Linked DNA regions of Sus scrofa: region 2 is linked to region 1. A link is a contact called in public HiChIP or PLAC-seq data. All regions are on one chromosome and are shown on one strand. Each heading gives the region's core, a stretch centred on a gene start, on an enhancer-like site or on the middle of the called end of the contact. The rest is flanking DNA. Distances are from core to core; before and after follow the strand shown.

Region 1 (5,007 bases), core at 1,197-3,696:
CACCATGGAGATCAGGAACAAGTCGGAGGATGACACGTGCTGTAGGTAGTCTGGATTTCGATGCCGGAGCCGCTCGATGTACACCAGAGCTAGCATCATGGCACACGGGGAGATGCATGCCTCCCTGGGGAGCAGAAAGGATCAGTAATTAAACCCAAGGGCCTTTCAAGTCTTATAACTCTTAGGACGTTCATCCTTGTATCTTTACTACTTCTCTTCAGAGATAACCATTCTCCTCTCTCTAGGGCCCCAACACTCTTTGTCTCTCTCAGTGGCAGACTCACCGGGACACATGAGCTACGTATTTCTTTTGGAGCCGACGAATAGGACTGGGGGCGGCCTTCTGGAGCAGTTCCACAGCAATGTCTGCAGGGGGCAGAAGGAAAGCAGAGTGAGCCAACAGCTCCCCTACAGTAGTCCCACTGCCTTTGGCCGAAGACCCAAATCTTTATTACCTGAGGTCTTGGGGAACAGAACCATAGGAACAAACTAGAAGTCAAATTCACCCACGAGGAGACAAAAAGCCCATTCTAAGTTTGAATTTCAGCTCCTTCCAACAGGAAGGATTAGCTCCCTGGCACCGGAAATTACCTAGATTTGTTCTTCATTCTAGTTTATTTGAAAAGATAAACCTGCCTTGTTTGTTTGGGAGATACAGGATGGGTATCGTTGGAAAATCAAAAGTTTCTGGTATACAGATGAAGAATGATACAGATGTGTAAGATAGCAATGTTTCTTACTCATTTAGGCTCAAGGGAAAAAAAGAAAAATACAAATCCTCTCCTTAGAGCAGTCCCAATGCGCCGGCTAGGAAGAGACAATGGGGCTCACAGCGTACCCCTAGCGTCACTTTCCTGATGGCCAACCACCCCATTGTCAGGCTGCTTACTTGCCCAGGGCCACAACACTGTCTAACCTGCCACAGGGCTGGAGAGCTCCTCCAGGCTACAGTCAGCTTCCCAGTCCCAGCCATAGTAGAGTCTCCTTCGGATCCGGGCACTCAGCTTCTGGTGTCCTGGGAGGAACTGGAACAGGGCAAGAGGGTGGCGGCGGGTGAAGGGCAGGGAAAGGTATGGTGGAGATCCTGGCTCGGGGCTTGAAGCTGGGTGCGGGACGGTAGGCCTGCCTCACAGCTAATGGGGCCTGGGCCCCACCCCGCCTCAAACTCTCTGGCTTGTTTGCCAAAGGCAGTCTGTCCGCAGGGGGTGGAATCCTTCTCCGCTGAGGGCTCCCGAGGAAAAGTTCTCCCAGAAGGGCCCCGGCTGGTCACCTCCTACCCCATTCCTGCACCCCCACAGCTCTCCCTGGGGGCCCAAGCAACCAGGGCCTCCAGTAGGCACGGCTCGAGCGGCTGACGCCCGGTTCCCCGGCAGAGCCATCAGGCAAGCTCGCGGCCCGGCTAGGGCCCGGAGGGGAGCGCCAGGGGTTTGGGCTCCAAGCAAAGAGAGGCCGGGGAGGGGGCGGGACGAGCGCTCACTGTGAAGTCCTGGAAGCCGGCGAGGGAGAAGGTGCCTTCTTCGTCCAGCAGGAGTCCGGCCAGGTCCATCGCGCTGCCAGGCGCCGCCCTGAGAAGGTGGAAGGGAAGGGAACGAGATTAAAGGGGGCCGCGGAGCAGTCCTTGATCGCCTGTTCACCTGCCCGCGGGTCTCTCTCGCGCGGGCCGCCGCCCACGCCGGTGCAGCCCCCTCCCCTCGCGCCAGCGGCTGCAGGCGGAGCCCGACGGGCGGGAACGTCTTCCTGTTCCGCCCCGGGTGGGGCTCCAGGATCTGGGTTCCGAACCCGGGAGTGGAGCTCCAGGGCTGGGGCGCCCACCTCACCGAGTAGAGAGAAGACCCGGTTGCGAGGCGCGTACGGTGCCTTTGCCACGCCGAGCGTCTGCTTCGCGTTTACAAGCCGCGGGGGTGTCGCTGGAGAGTCACCGCCCCGCACTTCCTGCCGCCCGCTGGGCCGAGCCGGGGAAGGAGCGAGGCTAGAACGCCTGGTGTCGAGAAGCCGGGGCAAGTCGCAGGAGTTAAACTCCAGGGTGCCCTCGTCTGAGAAATCAGGGCAGTTCCGAAGGGACCATGGCGCGCTGAGGATGAACGCGCCCGGCTGACCTTTTCCTATCCGTAGAAATGTAAACATAAAGACGTGGGCCGGAGAGTTGGCCCCAACTTTTAAAAAAGAGATATAACGTACATTTAAAACGCGTCAGAAAGAATGCACAAGTTTAACAGGGGTGAATTGTGTACAAGGTGGCAGGCGCACGTTTGGCTTTATATCCTCCTTTTAGTATAGCCTGTAATTTTAGACATAGTTAAGCACATATTTCGTAGGATTATTGCAGATTAAATGACTGCAATATAAAACGCTTGTTACATTGTAAACCACAGTAAATGGTGTCAACGTCCCCTCCCCCCAGAGTAAAGAGCTCCTAATAGGGTTTTATTTTTAAACTCTTCCCCCCAGACCCCAATCTCTTGAGCGAGGGATTAGAAGGAGTTCCGATGCGTGAAGGCGGGCTTGTTTACCGAAAGAGACGGGAAGAAAACAACTTTTCTGAGCAGGTGAAGCTGTGTTTTTGAGTCTGTAGAGTCAAACGGTGGTGTTTGTTTATTCGCTGAGGGGAGGGAACGGGGAGGACCAGTACGACGAGGGTTGAGTAATGGGATGGCCGCCACCCTTCCAGAGCAGAAATAGCTCCTACGAAAGACTCTGAGCATCCGAAGCCCACTTGTCGCCCTTCCCGGCCGCATCACACTGGGAATACCGGGCCAGGACCAGGTTCCCTAGCTACCCTGCCTACATAGGGAGAAGAAAATTGGCTGGGGTGGGGAAACACGGGGATACAGTCCATCAATCAGGAAGCTGACAACGCCCGGCGCAGCCAAAACACGCACCTGCGTAGGAGAAGGGTCATCGGCAGCCGCCTGCACGCAGGCGCAGACCGCCCTAGCCCAGCGGTTAGGTCGCCTCACGTGACGGGTTCGTCGCTCCGCCGTCACGTGACGCCCATCCGCGGCCTCGGCGGCCCGCTCCGCGGCGTGCGCCCCCTTCCGCCTGACGCGCCCCCGGCGGCGGCCGCGCAGCCCTGGCTCCTCGCGGGCTCGGGCGGCGGCTGCGGCGGGGCTATGGCTAGTGGTGGTGGCGGTGGTAACACCGGCGCGGGTGGGAGCCCAGGGCTGGGCCTGAGCCTGGGCCTGGGCCTGAGCTTAGGAATGGGTGAGGCCACCGGCGAGGCGGAGGAGGAGGCAGCCACTGCCGAGGCGGTGGGACGCCTGGCCACGACGCTGTGGCTGCGGCTCCGCGGCTGGGAGGCGGTGCTGGCGGCAGCGCAGCGGCTGCTGGTGTGGGAGAAGCCGCTGCACAGCCTGGTCACGGCGGCCGCGCTCAACGGCCTCTTCTGGTAACGGCCTCGGAGGAGGAGGGGGGCGGGGCCGGGCTGCGCGGGCGAGCGGGGGCGGGGAGGACCCGGAGTACCATTCCCTTCCTGGGGCAGACCCATCTCTCGGTTTTTAAAGGCTGTTGTCCGCCTGGGTTGCCCCATTCCCATTTCCCACTCGACTTTGGTTATCGAGCTAGGCCCAGAGGTTCCCATTCCCCCATCAGTGGGCGCTTGTTCGCCTTTTGCGATGGATGTGAGAGCCTTTCTCACCCACTCACCGCTGAGATGCCTGTCTCTCCTTAAGGTTGCTGTCTTCTTCGTCCCTACGGCCCATCTTTCTACTCAGCATCTCACTTTTAGCCTATTTTCTGCTGGATCTTTGGCAGCCTCGCTTCCTCCCTGCCATCCAGGGTGAGTGTTACTTCATTTTTTTCCCCAAGCCCCATTGAGCACTTGTTTTCTGCCTGACCCTCCTGGCCGGGTTGAATGTTGAGGGGATGTACAGCAGGCCACCTTCCTCCCAAGCACCACTTTTCCCCTGTCTGGTTGGAAAGTAGAATTTTCCCGTTTTCAAAACTAACGTTAGGAGAGTCTGTCCTGGCTCAGCGGAAGCGAATCTAACTAGCATCTGTGAGGACGCAGGTTGGATCCCTGGCCTTGCTCAGTGGGTTAAGGATCCGGCGTTGCGGTGAGCTGTGGTGTAGGTCACAGACTCGGCTCGGATTTGGCGTTTCTGTGGCTGTGGTGTAGGCCAGTGACTACAGCTCCCACTCAGCCCCTAGCCTTAGAACTTCCATATGCTGTGAATGTGGACCTAGAAAAACAAAAAGACAAAAAAAAAAAAAAAAAAAGCTAACATTATGAGTGTCATAGTTGAGATTGTAGATTCTACAGCCAGATTGCCTGGGTTCCATTGTCTTCTCTTATGTTTACCACCTTGTAAACGTCCCTTGATCTCTGTTTCTATTTGCCAGTTTCCTCAACTATAAAACAGGGACTCTAGAACCTCATAATGAGATGGAGAGTAAATGGGTTAATATATGTTACGTGCTCATGGTAGGGCTTCACATATGATAGGGTTACAGGAATGTTATAGTTCTTATTATGTTTTTTGTGTCATCCACATACTTACTTAAGAGTTGGGGAGTTCCCATCGTGGCGCAGTGGTTAACGAATCCGACTAGGAACCATGAGGTTGCGGGTTCGGTCCCTGTCATTGCTCAGTGGGTTAACGATCCGGCGTTGCTGTGGCTCTGGTGTAGGCTAGTGGCTACAGCTCCAATTCGACCCCTAGCCTGGGAACCTCCATACGCCGTGGGAGCGGCCCCAAAGAAATAGCAAAAAGACAAAAAAAAAAAAAGAGTTGGAAGCTCTGTGTGCTAGGCTGTGTATGAGTTGTTTGGGGTGTAAACATGAATGAGATGTGGCACCTGTGAAAAAGGTAAAGTCTAAAGAAGGAGACAGACATAAACAACAGAATACTTCCTGGCAATGGCATTTGAAGAAAGCACTCTGGGGTTGCAGAGGAAGGGCAGCTGTGTCTGCCTTGGGGAGAGCTCTGCCACCCGATAACTTGTCTTCCTCCTTTCTCTACAGCATCATCCCCAGAGGAGCCACACTCTGACAGGTGAGTGCAGGCTCCC
Region 2 (5,007 bases), core at 1,200-3,699, 140 kb after region 1:
TGCCATATTGAAGGACCTGATAAATATTGATTGAACGAGAGAACTGGGTGAGTGAGGTGTTCTCCTGGCTGAGGACTCCAGGATTCATGGCTCTGGAGTACTCAGTCAGTTCCAGAGAGTGGGCTGGTCCTAATGAGACAGATGCTGTCCTCTTTCAGTGACTTCTTCTAGAAGCCTCCTCTAGATTCCTCCAGAGAGTCTAAGTGAACAGCCTATCTCTAGAGTTCCTTCCCCACTTTTCTTGCCTCCTTCTCCAGCAAGATCTGGGAAGGTGATGCTGCAGAGTGGGTGTGATATTTGTCCCTTGAAAGAAATGCTTGAGTCAGGTGGCCCCTGTTTCCCCCACCCTTATCTATCCAAGTTGCAGTCTCTCTCCTCCCGGGCACCTAGACCTCACCTTGTGACATGAGCTGTCGAAGCACACCTTGTAAGCGTTGAAGAACTGGGGAAGTGACTTGCAAAAGGGGCCGGGCTTGCCCCACTCCCACCTGGCACTGTCCAAACAAGCCATCTAAGAACACAAAAGTGGTGTCAGCAGGGGGTTGGGACAAGAGGCCTGCCAAAGGCCAGGTTGCAAATAGACAGCACTCCCTCTATCTCCTCTCTTTGCTTCAGGCCAGTCCCCCTTCTCCCCAAGCCTGGTTCCCCTTCTCCCTTCCAGGCCTCCCCCATTTCTTTTTTATTGTGCACCCCCCTTCTTGTCAGTCCTATGTTTGGGCCTCACTCACCCTGAATACAGACTTCAAGGTGAGAGCAGAGTCTGCGGTCAAACAGACAGCCTGTAGAGGACAGGTGAGTAGAGGCTCAGACACCCACACACATAGACTGGTCAGATGGATGAACAGGCTATGAAAGGGGGAAGCAGATGGGACCCATTCTTTCCTTTCAAGGAAGGCTTTAAGCTCGGGGGAGAGGAAGGAAGAGGCCTAGAATTCTTAAGAGAAAAAGCACAGGATCTGGCTTTGGATTTTAAAGATCTGTGAATCTGGACCCTTTTCCTAAAAGTCTCAGTTTGCCAAACTGAGTAATGAGAAGAAGAAGCCCTCCAGGTGCCTGGGGCTAGTGATAGTGGAGAATCATAAGCTTCTACTCTCATCCAATGACTATGGGGTAGTTTTTGGCCAGATTCTGAGAGGAAAGGGACTCTCCAAATCCTCCAACAGCATCTTATGATGGCCTGGGACTCAGAAGAGATGGAAAGCTTAGCGTGCTTCCCCTTCGCATGGGAAAGGGGTAAAATGGGGTGCCCCTAAGGCAATGCTCCCTGCACTCTCCCTAGAGTCCAAGGCCTCAGTGCTGCGGGCGCTGTTCGCGGTGCTGAAGCTCTGAGCCCGGTGACGCTGAGGGCTCGCCTGGAAGAAGTTAGGGGGGAGGAAGGGTGACAGGGTGAGGAGTCGCCACGGGACTTGACCTCTCCGCCATTCCAGCCTTCATCGTCCACCCTACCCACCCGCAGCGCCACGGGAAGTACCTTGCATTGGCCTCCAAGCCTGGTGAGGAAGGAGGACGCCAGACGGCGATGCTGCGCCCCTTCCCCTAGGAGCCCCCCGCCCCCAACCCCCACCCCCTGCCCGTGAGTCAGCGCTGACTGTCTCAGTCCGCTCCGTCGTGAGTCAGCACCAGGCCTGGCTGTGAGGAGGGGGACGGGAGACGACCCTTCCCTCTCCACCCTCTTCTGCCCCTCCCCCTTCGGCCCCCCTCTTATCGGAGATCAGATTACAGCAATGGGCCTCTCCAGGTTGAAAGGGAAAGTCTGGCCCCTCCCTCGACTTGATCCTCTACCGAAAGCTGGGACCCCGGTGCTCGCGGGCCCGACTTCTACCGCCCGGAGATCTGGGTTCCCTCTGGCTCCCTCCCCCCACCTCCAGCCCTCAGCGCGGGGCGCCGCTTTGGCGCCTCAGAGCGACTTGCTTCTCCTGTGGTCTTGTATCCCGTCTCTGGGCCCCTCTGTCCCTAGGCACCCCTGTTTCTTCCTCCCAAACCGCAATCGTCCCCTGAACCTGCTTCCTTTAGGTCCCGCCCCCGGGTTCCCAGCCCCACCTCCGGGCCTACGCCCCTTTCCTCTCAGACGCCCTCTCCTCTTCCTCATCTCACGGTGCCTCCCCTACCCCACGCCACACACGCATTCTACCTGAGCTGCCTACCTTCGTGACACTTCCCCCACCCCACCCCCACCCCCACCGAGTTTTGCTCCCGGGCCCATCCTCCAGCCCGCCGCCCCCCACCCCCCGTTTCCTCCTGACCGTGGGCACTAATGGCGTTGCAGCCTCCCAGGCGGCTGCCCAGCAGCAGCAGGCAGAGGAGCACCCGGAGACCCCCAGATCCCCCAGGACCCCCAGGCCGCCGCGGGCGCCGCATCCTTCCGGGCTCCACGCTCCAGCTCCGCTGCCAGAGCTGCAGCGACGCTGGCAGGAGCCTGCCAGAGGGGCTGAGGCGGGGCTTGCCACTCCCCACCCACCGAGGCGGGGTCTACACGCCTTTCTCGCCGCAACTCTGCCAACCCCGGGCGGGTGGTGACGGTATTTCCACCCCCAGCTCTTGCGCTGATTTGCGTCATTTGTGGCGTAAGAGCACTGTCGTAGCGGGGGTCCTACCCACCCCATCCCTCCTACGCCAAATAGTAGGCGCCTCACTAGAATTCCTACTTGGCCTCACCTTGACACATGCTTCTCCCCAGGGGCCACCACCTCTCTCACCCAGTGGAAGAGTTGGCAAAAAGTGTTATAGTTGCCTGAAAGCCAGGAAATATACGTAGAAACCTTAAGATGAGTAATATAAAAGTGAATAGATACACACTCTTTCGCATCTTAATTAGTGGTACTGATGTCATCCTTAAGAGCAGGAATGGTGCCGCGTGTGTGTGCGTGCTTGGATTCCAGTTCTAGCAATGCCACCTACTAGAGCCTAACTTTGGACAAGTTGCTTAACCTCCCGGAGCCAAATTTCCCCATCTGTACTGCCTCACAGGTGGTTGTGAAAATTACAGAAATTAAATTCTTGGGGCTCACTTAGAAAAACCACTGCACTGACATATACTAAACACTTGATACATATTCACTTTTTTCCCTTTCTTTTTAGGGCTGCACCTGCTGCATATGGAAGTTCCCAGGCTAGGGGTTGAAATCAGAGCTGTAACTTACAGCCTACCCCACAGGTACAGCAACGTGAGATCAGAGCCACATCTGCTACCTACACGCAGCTCATGGCAATGCTGGATCTTTAACCCACTGAACAAGGCCAGGGATTGAACCTGCATCCTCATGGATACTAGTTGGGTTCTTAACCCACTGAGCCACAATGGGAACTCCCATATTCACTTTTGTTATTAGCCTTGATTCGCCTTTCTGTCACACGCGTCCACTTCAAATCTATCAAAACCTTAAAGTTTCCACTTGCAAAATATATCTTTCATCAGTCTACTTCTCTCCACACTCACTGTCCAACCACTCTGCTCTTTCATGACACTATTGCAGTAATCATCTAACTAGTCTTTTGTTTCCATTCTTGTCACACAATAAGCTCAGGAGTGAGCTTTCCAAAGTTCTAAATTGATCGTTTTAGGAGTTCCCATCATGGCTCAGTGGTTAACGAACCCAACTAGTATCTACAAGGACATGGGTTCAATCCCAGGCCTTACTCAGTGGGTTAAGGATCCTGCATTGCTGTGGCTGTGGTGTAGGCCAGCAGCTGCAGCTCTGAGAACCTCCATACGCCACAGGTTTGGTCCTAAAAGGACAAAAAAAAAAAAAAAAAAAAAAAAAAAAAAAAATCATTTTACTTTTGCTCTTTAGTAAAAAATTTACAAAATACAAAAAAAGGATAGTAGTGCATAATAAATACTCATACAATCATTACCTAGACTTACCAGTTATTGATACTATTGCCATATTCGCTTCTTTTTATTTTTTACTTAAAAGTAGCCAGTAGACATTATATTTCCCTTCTAAATGTTCCAACACGCATCTCCAAGAAATAAGGATATTTTCCCATATAACTAAAATGCCATTTTGACATGTAGCAAAATTCACAATAATTGCCAAATATTGTTTAATGCTTAGTTCATATTCAAATATCTCAAATTTTTTCCACAAATGACTTTTATCCACTGTTTTGTTTAAAATAGGAGTCAATCAAAAACCAACACTGCAAACCAACTATAATAGAAAAAATAAAAATCATTAAATAAAAAAAACCCAACATTGCATCTGGTTACATTTCTTAATTCTCTTTAAATTAGCATAAACTGGAGTTCCCTTGGTGGCGCAGTGGTTAACAAATCCAACTAGGAACCATGAGGTTGTGGGTTTGATCCCTGGCCTTGCTCAAGGGGTTAAGGATTTGACGTCTGTAGGTCACAGACGCAGCTCAGATCCCACATAGCTGTGGCTCTGGTGTAGGCCGGTGGCTACATCTCCATTAGACCACTAGCCTGGGAACCCCTATATGCCGTGGGTGCAGCTCTAGAAAAGACGTAAGAAAGAAAGAAAGAAAGAAAGAAAGAAAGAAAGAAAGAAAGAAAGAAAGAAAGGAAGGAAGGAAGGAAGGAAGGAAGGAAGGAAGAAGGAAGAAGGAAGGAAGGAAAGAAAGAAAGAAAGAAGGAAGGAGGGAGGGGAGGAAGAAAGAAAGAAAGAAAGAAAGAAAGAAAGAAAGAAAGAAAGAAAGAAAGAAAGAAGAAGAAAGAGAGAAAGAGAGAAAGAGAGAAAGAGAGAAAGAAAGAAAGAAGGAGGGAGGGAGGGAGGAAGGAAAAAAGAAAGAAGAAATTAGGGAGTTCCCGTCGTGGCGCAGTGGTTAACGAATCCGACTAGGAACCATGAGGTTGCGGGTTCGGTCCCTGCCCTTGCTCAGTGGGTTGACAATCCAGCGTTGCCGTGAGCTGTGGTGTAGGTTGCAGACGCGGCTCGGATCTTTCGTTGCTGTGGCTCTGGCGTAGGCTGGTGGCTACAGCTCTGATTCGACCCCTAGCCTGGGAACCTCCATATGCCGCGGGAGCGGCCCAAGAAATAGCAA

What was found. HiChIP or PLAC-seq counts read pairs in DNA pulled down with a chosen protein or histone mark.
Region 2: an H3K27ac HiChIP or PLAC-seq map of alveolar macrophages shows a contact between it and region 1. The contact joins the promoter of PTPRN here to the promoter of RETREG2 in region 1. A contact is called at or near these places in 3 of 5 promoter capture datasets (fetal liver, fetal skeletal muscle and liver), 10 of 47 Hi-C or Micro-C datasets (blood, embryonic fibroblasts, fetal liver and 5 more) and 2 of 2 datasets of contacts at active chromatin or transcription factors (alveolar macrophages and skeletal muscle).

The regions. Positions count from the first base shown.
Region 1 is chr15:121,209,924-121,214,930 of Sscrofa11.1, forward strand. RETREG2 (protein FAM134A) reads left to right here and starts at 2,447. Exons shown (of 9, transcript XM_021074927.1): 1 at 2,447-2,546; 2 at 3,669-3,775; 3 at 4,961-4,991. It overlaps CNPPD1 (protein CNPPD1), which reads right to left and starts at 2,965. Exons shown (of 10, transcript XM_021074929.1): 1 at 2,880-2,965; 2 at 1,813-2,102; 3 at 1,478-1,565; 4 at 917-1,025; 5 at 285-366; 6 at 4-124. The coding sequence starts at 1,546.
Region 2 is chr15:121,346,779-121,351,785 of Sscrofa11.1, forward strand. It overlaps PTPRN (receptor-type tyrosine-protein phosphatase-like N), which reads right to left and starts at 2,450. Exons shown (of 24, transcript XM_003133669.4): 1 at 2,244-2,450; 2 at 729-779; 3 at 398-511. The coding sequence starts at 2,358.